3 separate regions of the Mus musculus genome follow, and regions 2 and 3 are each linked to region 1. Evidence: chromatin contacts called from public Hi-C and Micro-C data. All regions are on one chromosome and are shown on one strand. Each heading gives the region's core, a stretch centred on a gene start, on an enhancer-like site or on the middle of the called end of the contact. The rest is flanking DNA. Distances are from core to core; before and after follow the strand shown.

What was found. A called contact is a pair of places that touch in the nucleus more often than the background predicts.
Region 2: a Micro-C map of trophoblast stem cells shows a contact between it and region 1, with 4 times the contacts expected there. The contact joins the enhancer-like site here to the promoter of Xkr5 in region 1. A contact is called at or near these places in 17 of 39 promoter capture datasets (the 3T3-L1 cell line, 3T3-L1-derived adipocytes, the C10 cell line and 12 more), 2 of 15 datasets of contacts at CTCF or cohesin (both in the NIH/3T3 cell line), 22 of 484 Hi-C or Micro-C datasets (the 63-12 cell line, the C10 cell line, the G1E-ER4 cell line and 16 more), 17 of 115 datasets of contacts at active chromatin or transcription factors (the 230-238 cell line, the HPC-7 cell line, the NIH/3T3 cell line and 10 more) and 3 of 9 other capture datasets (adipose tissue, embryonic stem cells and liver).
Region 3: a Hi-C map of embryonic stem cells shows a contact between it and region 1, with 4 times the contacts expected there. The contact joins the promoter of Defb3 here to the promoter of Xkr5 in region 1. A contact is called at or near these places in 4 of 39 promoter capture datasets (the C10 cell line, the HPC-7 cell line, embryonic stem cells and 1 more), 5 of 484 Hi-C or Micro-C datasets (all in embryonic stem cells) and 1 of 9 other capture datasets (embryonic stem cells).

The regions. Positions count from the first base shown.
Region 1 is chr8:18,949,611-18,953,775 of GRCm38.p6, reverse strand. It overlaps Xkr5 (X-linked Kx blood group related 5), which reads left to right and starts at 2,801. Exons shown (of 7, transcript NM_001113350.2): 1 at 2,801-2,900. The coding sequence starts at 2,843. It overlaps Gm40464 (a long non-coding RNA gene), which reads right to left and starts at 3,509. Exons shown (of 3, transcript XR_870173.3): 1 at 3,346-3,509.
Region 2 is chr8:18,617,520-18,622,048 of GRCm38.p6, reverse strand. The region is part of intron 3 of Mcph1 (microcephaly, primary autosomal recessive 1); the gene reads right to left. Among named protein-coding and RNA genes, the nearest start is that of Gm25763, 5.7 kb to the right of the region's middle. Within about 2 kb of position 2,273, at least 122 of the 459 cell types and tissues checked have an H3K27ac peak or open chromatin away from gene starts, as enhancers often do. A contact at or near this core is called in the 63-12 cell line, the G1E-ER4 cell line, the N1E-115 cell line and 8 more, where this site is marked.
Region 3 is chr8:19,290,546-19,294,829 of GRCm38.p6, reverse strand. It overlaps Defb3 (defensin beta 3), which reads right to left and starts at 1,469. Exons shown (of 2, transcript NM_013756.2): 1 at 1,400-1,469. The coding sequence starts at 1,457.

The sequences.
Region 1 (4,165 bases), core at 1,552-4,051:
AACTGTGCATTCCTGATCCATATGAATACAGCCAACACAGGGCTTTGGAACACCACTGTCCAACAGGCACCTCATATCTGCGTCCTAGACGTGGTAGAAATGATAGATTCCGATACTATCTGATCCTGCTGTTCGGCTACTCTTCTCCCAGGTCACCCAGGTCCCACAGAAGCTGAGACACCTGTCAAAGCCAGGGGTACAAGGCTCCAGGAGAATGACTGACGGTTCTAGGGAAATGACTAACAGTCCTAGATATGAAGGAACACCAGGAGAGCACATCCTAGCTCGATGGCTTAAAGTGGCAACCCTCCGAATCTGTGAGCTGTCCCCTGAGACACATGGGTAAGAGCCTGTCATACATAGGGCTTATTCACAGGCAGATTCTGGCATCTTCCACTTCCCATGTTTTATCAGCACATAAAGAACTCACCTGTGCTGAAAGTATTTCTAGCTTACAGGAAGGTCTTCTCACAGAGAGGCCACGTTCATATCATACCAAGTGAGATCTCTCCCCCTCCCCTTCCCCCTCCCCCTCCCCCTCCCCCTCTTTTCCTCCACCTACCTCTACCTCCCCTCTCCCTCTCCCCCTCCCCCTCCCCCTCCCCCTCTTTTCCTCCACCTACCTCTACCTCCCTCTCCCCCTCCCCCTCCCCCTCCCCCTCTTTTCCTCCACCTACCTCTACCTCCCCCTCTCCCTCTCCCCCTCCCCCTCCCCCTTTCCCTCTGCTCTGGGCCCTGTGGGAACCATAAGGATTCACTACCATCTCTTGCCAACACTTACAATGGCCTTCTTCCCCTGACCTTTATGATGGCAGGAAAGTCTCCGCACCAACTAAATACACAGGAGAGGTAGGGATGCAGGATTTAAAGGGAACAGAGAAGAGCTGGTCCTGTGCCTGAGGGGTCAGCAGGAGGACATACCCTGCTTGGGAGGCCTGAATCAGCAACCTTCAGAGTTACAAGCAGTCCTGTGGGAAACAAGGAGATGGATGGCCTATCACAGGCAGCTCCTAGCTCATTCTAGGACCCGTTTTAGTCCTGAGCACAGACACATCCTGTGCGTAAGAAGTTCTACCTACCCTAGGGAAGTCTTCTCTGGGAAGCTGGATTATTCTCCAGAGAGGCCACCAACAATCTAATCGGGCCATATCAGCCAGGGCCTGGGACTTACCAAGAGTGGGAATCTTGAGACTATAAAGGATCTCTCAACGCATCTACCTTACCCAGGCGAGATTTCCCCAGTCAGCTTGAAGGATAGAGAATACCAGCATTTCTGGTCTAATGCCATGTGGAGCCTGCAGGAGAAATCTAAACCCATGTCAGGGTGATCTCTCTGATGTTGCCGCTGCTTTTGAGACATCCCTGCTCCTTGTAAGTAATGAGTCCCCCACTCCAGTTAGTCACCACAGTAAATACTCATTGGTTCACCAAGCTGGACAAGGGTGCAGCCATTGCTTTTATCTGTCATGTTTTGTCTCTCCAGGAAGTCTGTCTCACAAGAGCCTCCCCTGAGTCAGGTCTAGAGACAGTGTCATTAGTCTAATGAAGGCACCTCACCTCCTGCCATAGCAGACTGGTAAAAGATAACACATTAGCCAAGGAGGAAACGTAACTGGATAAGTGCTGTGAAGAAAAGAAAGGTAGAGAGAAGGGAGGCTGGTGGCACAGGAGGTGTGATTATGAACCAACCACCTTTGCCACACAGCCAATCAAATAGAATAGAATCAGATAGAATATCCCAGCTGGAATCCCCAGTTGTGTCTTCCAGCTGACCCTTCTGCGATCTCCATTTATAGGATTCTGAACCTGGGGGGCCATGTCCCTCCACACTGGACACAGCACACAAGACAGACCAGAGAGGCAGCCAACGTCCTGATCCCCCACCTTGCCTGCCTTGGACTGTTTTTAACAAATGAAATATAGAATATGTTTTTATTTCTCAAACCGTACACCTAGGAATTTGGATGGGGAGTGTGGTGGGATGTTTTAAGGCTAAAAATGTTGAGAAATGTATTGAAATGTTCCCCACCCATCACTAATCATGAACAGCATTTATTTCCAGTCCTAATTTGTGTATTCTTATTCCTTCGCAAGAATTCTATGGGGCAGAATCGCTGTAGGCCTGACCTCTACTTAGTAATTTCCTGCCACGCCTGCTCAAGGGTTATAAAACATTTTTCCGCTGGGCATGGACGATTCAGAACAATCTTTGTCCCCACGTCCACAGTCCTGTGTAACCTCTACATCGAAACAAATGTCAGGGTGATGCTTTCCCATCTCCCAGAAAGACTTTCCGTGGGAAGGTTTACTTCTGGCTTTGGGGGATCTGGATTAACCCCTCAAGGATACCTGGGAGAAAGGTCTGAAAGCAAAGCGGCTATTAAAGGCTCAGATGCCATTTTAGGCGTGTTTCCTTTCCCTTTTCTGGACACACAACTGAAATTTTTCAAAAGTCCCAATCAGCTTTTCAAATTCCTCCTCCCATGATACACATACACACATACACCACTCTGACTAGTAGTTAAGTGGACTCTGTTTTGAGCAAACCCGCTGACTATGACCACCCAGTGACTAACCCATTTCGCTTCAGAACAAACCCATTGTGTCTTACAGCCGTTAGGAGGCTGGGACAGCATGCAAATCTGACACAGACCGCGAGACTGCCCCCTAAGAACCTGTCGGTTCCTCCTGCCCCCTGTCCCCGCCTTCACCCCAACCCTACTAGCAACTTGGTAACTGACTGGGAAGAAAAGCCTCCTGTCTTGGGGCCCCAAGCCGGAAGCCTCCCCAACCCGGTCCCGGGCAGGGGAAGGGGCGGGCACAGGCAGCAGCAGCTCAGAAGATGCACGCGGGGCTCCTGGGGCTCTCTGCCCTGCTGCAGGCGGCCGAGCAAAGCGCGCGTGAGTGAGGCGCAGCCCGCGAGTGCTCACCCCTCCAATACCCTACTCCAACCCAGTGTGCGGGGCACATCTACCACCGCTGTGCCTCCTCCTCCTCCGGCAGGCAGGCAAGCGGCGAACACTGCGCCGGTGCACGCACGATGATCTCCCGTCCTAGCCTGCAGAGCACTCCCTGTGTGATCCCCTCACCATGCATGATTTCCTCCATCCAGTTAGACATCCCTCCATGCATGGATCCTCCCCATACTCCAAACCCGGAGCCCTGAGTCCCTTCTCTCTCCTCTCGCTGGTGCTCTGCAAAGAGCTGCGTGAGGAGGCTACTTTGGAGCGCCAGCACTTGGTGAGGCGCCCTGGCTCCCTGGACACCCGGGCTCCGGGCTGGGGTGGCATGCGATCCAAGAGCTGGGAGAGGTGGAGGGGTGGGATCCCAAAGGACACTGGTTACCCTTTCGAGATTGTGACACAGCAGAACGCTGGTTTACTGAAGACAAGGGTCCTGTGGGTAGCGGAGATGAAGCAAGATGGCCATAGTTTTCGCGCCTTTCGCGTTTGAATTTGTAACCCTTTCAGTGCTGGCATAGAGTGCCTCCGCCCACTTCTGCCACTCTCCTACAAGGCCCGGTCCCTGGGGAAACTCCACCATCCGGATCCAACAAGGTTCCGCGTCCCTTCTTGGACATGGTATCTCTGAAATTTACCTCTGATTTACAGAATAATCCCTGCAGATTCCCGTCCCCAACACCCACTCAGAATCCCAAAGGGCGCTAGTTTAGGCCCTAAGAGACTAGGAAGTACACTGTTGCCCATAGTGGCCTAGTCCCCTAGCTTTCCAACAGGAAAAGAATGGATGTTTAGCAGGAAGCTTGTCAGTGCACTGAACATAACCTGGGACTGAGAAAGGAATAGTGGCTATTCTCTTCCCATAGCTGATGGGTTCCCGGCTCTGCCTCCAAGCAGTGAGGTTTGTGCCTACTGATCTACATTCCTTGGTAATCCTAGAAAACTCAGGACAACGGTAGTGTGAAAGGGTCCCTGAGTACCCTCCACAATCCCCCTCAGTAATCAGTAATACCAACACAGCTTCTCGCTGACATCCGAGGTTATATAGGTGGAGCCTGGTCTGATGGCATAGGCGTATAATCCAAGCCAATGAAGAGGTTGGGGGTGGATGAACGTGGTGAGTTCTAAACCTAACTAGGCTGCAGAAAGAGTTTAAAGCTAGCCTGTGCAACTTAGCAGAACATTGTCTCTAAATAAACAGAAAA
Region 2 (4,529 bases), core at 1,024-3,523, 330 kb after region 1:
CTGGAAGTACTTCTCCAGGAGGGAAGCACCCTCCAAACTCCACAGGTGACTGACCTCCTGGTCATGGGAAATTTCTGCCCAGCTCAGAAGTGAGTAATCACTGGCCAGATGTAAAACTAAGCGGACATGGAAGCACACAGCAACAGGCAGCCAGAGCCCAGGCATGAAGGGGATACCCAGATAACAAGGCATACAACTGCACAGGCGTGCTTACACCAGTAGCTGATATTCAAATTCAGCCAACCCAGTGGGAAGTGTCACCATCTCGCACGCGTGGAACAAGGACAGGGAAATTTCCCAACAGCACCATTCTGCGAAGAGGGCTGGGAAAATGCAAGGAGGGTGTGACACCTACTGGCAAAAGGGCGGAAACTTGGTCCCAAAGGTAACTGTTTTGTTTGGTTTGGTTTGGTTTTAAATTCTCTAGGACACTGCATCCTCACAAATGGGGTTTGAAAGTATGAACTAGAACAACAAGCAGCACCTCTCTCATTAGTAGTCTGCTGCTACCTGAGACATCATAGGGAGGGGAGGGACTCAAAACCCATCCCTCCAGGGCAGAAACATTGACTGACATATATGATAATTCTAACAGTATTTTCACTGTCTTTGTTTTTCAAGTTCCACAAATGTCTTTTTACATTTATTTTTATTTCATCTTATGGGTACAAGTGTTTTGTCTGCATGGTTTTTTGTGCACCATTTGTTTGCATTGTATCCATAGAGACCAGAAGAGGGCCTGAGACAGCTATGAGTAGAGCCTTGTGGGTACTGGGAATTGAGCCCAGGTCCCCTATAAGAACAGCCAGTGCTCTGAGCCATCTCTCCGTCCTGCATAAATATGTTTTCATGGTCTTGCTTTGACTTTGATAGTGTACGATAATAATTATTCTGTGCATAGCCCAGTCTCTCCTCTCATTCCTACCTCATTTCCTCTCTTCTCCACACCCTCCTCCTCTTAACTGACCCTCTGTAGCTATAATCTATCCTGTTGATCCTCACGGACACAGGCCCATCCTTTCTATCTAATCTCACTCACTACTTCCCCAGTCGATCTAGCTCATCCCTGTCCTTATGGCCCACCTTAGTGTCTCTACACCTACCAGCCCTTATGGCCCACCTTAGTGTCTCCACATCTACCAGCCTATCTCCCTGTCCTTATGGTCCACCTTAGAATCTCCACATATACAGCCTACCTCAGCTTCACCATCTCTAAACAGTTACTGAAGTTACAGGAATGACTTGTAATAATAATAATAATAATAATAATAATAATAATATTTACAAAATTACAATGTTTGCAGCAAGCCTCTCTGGCAGTTGTGGCTGCTGCCATCTGTCTATAGATAGTTCACAACACTCACAATCCACTAGGAAGGAATGACACTTCCATCTTCCTACAAACCAGTCCCACTTGAGCATGTATATATTTCAAGTGAAAGAATACAAACTATAAATCCAGGCATGGTGCTTCACGCTTTTAATCCCAGCACTCAGGCAGAGGTAGAGTGAGTTCATAGTCAACCTGGTCTACAGAGCAAGTTCCAGGTCAGCCAGAGTTACGTAATGAGACCCTACCTTAAAAGAGGAATGGACTTTTAGAAAGAACAATAAGACAAGAGAGGTAAATAAAAAGAATACAAGTAGCATAGGAAGAAGTCAGTGTTCTTATTTCTAGAAGATATTATCTATTAAGGAACCATAAAGCCTCCAGCATAAATGCCCTGATAAACATGTTAGCAAAGTGACAGATACAAAATCAACATAAAAACCAAATAAGTAACTTTCCTACATACCACCAATGCTTTGAGAAAGATCAGGCAGACAACCCCAGTTATGAGAGACCATCACACAGAGTTCTGGTCTCCCTGCGGACATTTTGCTATGCTTAAGAGCTGACCTCCTGCCCCTGCAGGTTCTATCTAAGGAAAGAGGTATTGAAGGAAGTGTCACAAATAGGTCACCCAAACAATAGGTTTCAGGAGCAAGAGAGTACCCAAGGGACCACTGAAGATTGACAGTAACAGAGTAGGCACAACAGGGCCCTGAGATAATAACTAAGCAATGTTTAGGGAATAAAACAGGTTTTGTCATCTGGGTTAAACGACAGAACAAGTGCACGATTTTCTCTTCGTCCACCAGATCCCAATAAAATAACAGTAAAAGAAAACAAATGGGACATAAACTAATGAAAACAAGGAGTGGGTAAGAGCTGCCTGCAGAACTGGAAAGTAACCAACCAAACAAACAAAAGGAAGTCCAGGCCTAGCAGAGGTGCAGAAGTCAAGGACTCCAGGTCCTCCCCAGCGGGAGTGGGGAGCACAAGAGAGAGGAGCAGGTGAGCATGTCTGGACATGGGTGCCTAGAAACACCCACTCTCCTAACACCAGGGTGGAATTCTTATGTCCATGTGAGATAACTAGAAGCCAAGAGCTTTGGACATTGGGATGGCAGGCAGCACAGGAGGAAGGGAAAAAGCTCTATGTGACAGGAACTGTATCCATGGTGGACACAAGATCCAACTACCTACTTCCTATCAGAACTGCAAGCAGAAGCCACTGGCTTGTACAGTGGTATAAAAAGAAAGAACATTTGTGAGCAAAAGATGCATACACGTTGCCTGTGGGAGCAGGGTACTCTGAGGGGGACTGGTTAAAGACAAATTTCCTGTGGCTGGAGAGACGGCTGGCTGTTAGTGCAGTGCTGCTCTTGCAAAAGACCTGGATTAGTCACTGGGTGACTCATAATCATCTATAGTGTAACTGTACAGTTCCGGGGATGATGCACTGTTCTGGCCTCTGTGGGCACCGTATGCACACGGTACACATATATGGGCTGACTACCTTCTACCCTGTGATAGTTACTATGAACTAACAGCTCAGCACCCAGGAGACAGGCTCCTAGGCATGTCTGTAAAGGACTGTCTAGAGTAAGGCAAGAATATCTTGCCTTGGATGAAACCATTCACTGAGAAAGAGATCCTGGACTGCATAAAACAGGGAGGAGCAGAGCTGAGTACTATTAACACATGTACATTCAATGTTCCCTGCTCTTGACCATGGATGGAACAGAACCAATTCTCTCATCCACCTGCTGCAGTGACATGACTGCCATGATGCTATAACCTGGAATTGTGAGTCCAATAAGCATTTTGCTTGTGCGTGTGTTGTGTGTGTTCCTGTGTGCTCATGCATATACTCTCATACAATCAAGCACTATTTGATCAGAAAAAGGAAGCAAATAAAAGGGACAACAGAACAGATTTTGCTAAGAAGCAGCTTCAGGCATTGCCAAACTATATAGCTGCATTTATACAAAAATACCCAGAACTGGAAAACTATAAAGGCAGGAAGTGAATAAACAGCTGCTGAGGCTTCAGACGTGGGAGTGAGAGCTAAAGGGTGCAGGCTTCAACTCCAGGTACAAAATACTTTAAAATTGTGGAGATGGCTGTACAACTCTTTGAGTATGTTTAAAAGCAGTAAATTGTATAGTTTAACTGAGAAAATTATATGGTATGTAAATTAGAACTTACGAAAGGCTGCTATGTATCCACTCTTAATTGCTAAATTCAGATGATGGACAAATCCCAAGTGTGGGTGAAGGCATGGAACAAAAGAACACTCACACTGCTAGAGGAACATAAAACCATGCAGCCACCTTGTTTGGGTGATAAACCACGAGAAATGAAAACACAGAAAGGCACAAACACAAATCTCCATAACAACTTCATTCATAGTAACCAAAAATGGGAAACCGTTCACATTTCCACCACTGGCAAATGCACTGTGGTATGCACATGCAATGGATACTACTTGGCTAGACAAAGGAAACTATTACTGCATGAAACATGAAGAAATCTCTAAACTATCATTCAAGTGGAGGAAGCCAAACAGTCCATGCGAGAAGAGTCCATCTGCCTGAAATCCTACATCAAGGAATGAACTGCCTACAGAATCCAGATCACAGGCTGCTCCAGGCTGAAGGATGGGGAGAAAGGTGCTGACTTCAAAGGGGCGGGCGGTGTTACTCTGGCATATAAAACCCCAGTCTTTTGACTTTGGTGATTATGAGATAACAAACCAATCTATAAACTCAAAGGGGACATTTAAAGACAGTGTCTGGCATCGTACCCCAGGTTGTTTGGAACAAGCCAGAAGGCCTAAGCTGGCCTTAAACTCTGTGATCCTCCTGTCTCAGCCTCCCAGATCCTAGTGTTACAGACATGAGCCACCACACTTGATTTAAGCCACACTTTTACAAAGCTGCTTTTAAGAAAGGCCCACATTTAAGCCTACAGAAGCCCACAGCTTCAGAATGGTCCTACCAGGAGAGCTGGATGCACTGACTCGCGCTGACGACCCCAACACTGGGGAGGCAGAGGCACAAAGACTGCTGAAGGCCAGCCTGAGATACAGTTAGATGGTGAGAGGAGAGAAGGTGGGAGATGATAGGAGAGAAAGGGAGAAAGAAAACAAGAAAGCCCAGTGAGAACGGTGAGAAAGGAGCAGGAGTTAAGTGTATCGTAT
Region 3 (4,284 bases), core at 220-2,719, 340 kb before region 1:
CAGTAGCTCAGGAAAGATTTTGTGTGACTCCCTAGCTACTTCTTAGCAGCCCTGCCTTTGCTTCTCCACACACAAGCCCCTACTTCTAGCATGTGAAACAGACACTGAGTGTGACTGTGCACATGAATGTGCATGTGTGCACACACATATAGAGGCCACAGGTTGGCCTAAGATGTGTTCATCAATTCCTCTCCAACTCATTACTTGTTTTAGCTCCCTCACATGAGTTGTCTAACCCCATTATTCTGTTTGTCTAAAGTCAAGTATGAAACACAGCTTGGAGCCTGGAAAGATGGCTCAGCCTGTAGGAGTGCATACTGCTCCTGCTGAAGACCTGAGATAAGTTCCTAGTACCATATCAGGCAGGCCATATGTGCCTATAAATAACTCCATCTCTGAGAGATATGATTTCCTTTTATGACCTCTGTGAGTACTGTACTACTTGGCACATACCCATATACAAATCAATACATATACACATAATTTACAGAAAATAAATTTTTTCCACTAAATACACTTAAGCAAAAGTTTGGGAGACAGGATTTAATAGCCTCCCCTGTGCTATGAACCTCATTAACCCTGTAGACACTGTGTGCTCAGGGGTATTCCATGGGGCTAAGGGGAGCAGAAGTTCTCAAACAGGCTAGGCTGGTTATTCTGAGGAGTTCTCTAGAGTAAGCAGAGACTCTACTCCTTATATGTAAAGATTTCTAAATTAATACCTTTCTGTTCATGTAAGAATCAAACATTCTTCATGTTACTATTTTTAAGCTACCTATAAGACACTCATTTGATAATCTTAAGCTTAGCATCAGGAGTTAGGAAATGGAAGTCAATTGCTGCAGATGAGCAGAGCATGTGTCTACCTTAGACTCCTTCAAGGGAAAAAGAAAGAGTCCTTGGTTTGTGTTAGTAGTCAACAATACACATTTTCTAAAATGCTTAGAAGAAAGAAAGAAAAATGCAAAAGTAAGGAGGGTATATGTAAAAAGGAGAAAAAGACACAGACAGAAACATAGATATGGACTTATACACAGAAAGACAGACATATACACATAGAGACAGAAAGACAGATGCATGCGCAGAGGAACACACACACATAAAATGAGAGGGAGACAAACCAACACACGAAGATTAAGGGACATAAAGGTATACACATGCACACATACACAGAAAGAGAGAGAGATAGACAGACAGACAGACACAAACATAGAGACACAGAAACACAAAGACACAGAGAGAGATGCAAACACAGAGAAACAGAAAGATACATAGAGAGGGAGACTCCGAGACAAACACAGAGATACATAGGCACACAGACACACACACATACACACACACCTGATGTAGGGTGTTGTCTCTCCTATCAGTGTGGGATGACCCTACTCCCCTGACTCACCTGCAGGTGGAGACAGCAGCACCAGGAGAAATGCAAACAGAAGGTAATGGATCCTCATGACTGAAGCCTGGTGAGGTGCAGAGATGCAGAGGGACTTGAGCTCAGTGCCTTATATAGTGCCAGGTGCTGCCCCCTGGGTAGATTTCGACACTGAATAGAACGTCAAAATTACAATTATGAAACAAGAGCACCTTACCTCTCTTGTCAAGGAGTGACCCTTTGAGAGCACACTCAGTGTTCCTTATGCAAATGTGAGGATCCCCAGATGATTTCCTCCTGCACTGCTCATCAAGAACAGCTTCCTGCCTTACATCTTAGCTGGACCCAGGCTGTCCTGGGACATTCTTACTGGTTACAATTGGAGCTTACTTGTCTATAACTCAGACATTTGACTTAGTCATCTTAGAGTCTGTCAACAGGCTTAGGCCTCAGTGGGGAGTAATTTCACATAAATCCATTTGAGCTTAGGCACACTCAGCTGCTGGAGGCAACAGAATGTGAGCCAAGTCAAGGTTCTCCAAGCTTTTTAGGTCAGAACATGGGCCTCATTTCATAGATTTCCCCAAGTTACTGCTCAACAGTGGAGTTCATTTACTACAGTGGAGTCAGATGGGTATGCTGCTTCCTGTCTCAGAGAATGCAATGAGTTGGTAATGTGATACCTGAACATGGTGCCCCATTCCCACCTAGAAGAAAGCAGGGAGTAGCTGGTTCTAACCACTTTGTAATGAACTTTGTGGGACATACTAGCCTTTGGGTCTGTGGTTCTTCTCTTTCTAAGATGATGTGAGTATCAGTGGTGAGGGGTCAAGTTGATTCTTGAATTCTATCCTTAGAATCCATGACAGTGGCCCATTGGACACGAAAACTTTATATGCCCCAGTACAGGGGAAAGCCAGGGCCAAAAAGTGGGAATGGGTGGGTAGGGTAGTGGGGGGGGGGAGGGTATGGGGGACTTTTTGGATAGCATTGGAAATGTAATTGAGGAAAATACGTAATAAAAAAATATATAATAAAAAAAGATAAACTCATCAATAAAATGGATCAAATTATCAGGGATTCAATTAAAGTAAAATTAATTAAGCAAGATTTTATTTAAAAATAAAGAACATCACGTGAATTTAGGAACACAGGGAAACTGGAAGAGGAGATATGGGTATGTTTGATATGATCAAGATAAGTCATATATGAGAATTACAAAGAGCAAATAATATATTAATAATAAAAGGAAGAAAACCAAAAAAAAAAAAGAATCCATGACAGTGAGATTCAAGTCTCTTGAACCATCTCCCTACTGTACTTGCTGTGAACTGTCTGAGGGGTGCTGTGTGGCTCATCTCTGAGTGAAGACTCTTGGAAATTCTGTAACCCAGCTTTACATCTTTATCCTAGAAAACCATTGACATGTATCATGGCTTAACTCATTCTGAGAACTGAGAAATAAGGATTTTGTAAGAGAAAAATAATTTATCTTACTCAGGATTCCTTCTTCCTTACAGGAAGTTGTAATAACCATATGAGCAGAAATCAATAATGTATGAACAGTTTTGACAAAGGCTCTTGTATGGAGTTCTCAGCAAACAGATTTGAGGCTGAAGAATGAAGAGTTTGGACCCACACTAGAATGCCCCACTCCCACTGATGTGCTGTGAAAAGCCACCTTTTTTGAATTGATGGACAAATGTTTTTTTATTAGATACTTTCTTTATTTACATTTCAAATGTTATCCCCTTTCCTAGTTTTCCCTCTGAAAATCCCATAAACTGGCATAAAGAAGAAGTTTTAAATTAAAACAAGATACAGTAAATGTACATATTTGTGGGTTTCTGTGTACTATCTCAGTACATAGATAGGGTAGGGAATGATCAACTCAGGTTAGTTACCATATCCATCGTTTCAAATTGCATAATTTTACTCTACTAAGAGTAGTTCCAATCCCCTCTCATTAGCTTCAGTAGTACTAACATACAATAGACCAGTAGAAACCAGACATAATTCTCCTATGTTTTTTAAAACACAAACATCCCTCTATTTTCCTTACCTATACCTTTCTCTGGTCATCATTTGCCTGCTCTACAATTTGAGGGTTTCTTAAAATAAGCTGGTGGTTGATCTGTAATAATGGCTTGATCCAATGAGGAAGTTTCTGCTGGATTAGGGAATGACAGGGCTAGGTTAGGATACAGTGGCATGTTATAAACAAGTTGTCTGAGATTAGAGGGTTTCCACATACAGTCTCATGCCTCTTTGGGACTTTGCTTCCCTGTGTGATTCAGGTGTCTATTGAAAAATCATGCTTACTTATCCCAACACTAAGATATTTTTCCAGGCAGAGGAAGAGCAGACAAAACTTAATGTGGAATAATTGTCTGTAAATGCTCAGCCTGAATTAATACACCACCCCTCTCCATTTGCATAATTTCCTCACTTTCCACAGTAAAAAGCAAATGTGTTCATTATCTATCATTGTGGCCAAATACTTTTGACAAATCAACCTTGATGAAAGAGAAGTTATTTTGGTTCAAGCCTTAGAGATTCAAGCCATGGTCAGTGGGCACCACTACTTTGTGGTCTGACTGAAGGCAGGACATAAATGGCGATGAGCTTGTGGTGGGTAAAGTCATTCACCTTCTGGTAACCAGGAAGCAGAAGGGAGGGGTCTGGTCTGCCAATACCCATTGCTGTGCTTTGTCCAAACCTAGCTCACTTCTAATAGGCCTACTTGCAGAATATTCCACCATCTTCCAGAGGAGTCTCAGGCAAACCAAAATTTTATCACTTGTCTTCTTGAGGACAATTAGGATCTCAGTCAAGCCAGGTAAGGCAGGGAATAGGTCCATTGGTACACTGGTGTATGAATGTGTATGTGTGTGTGTGTGTGTGTG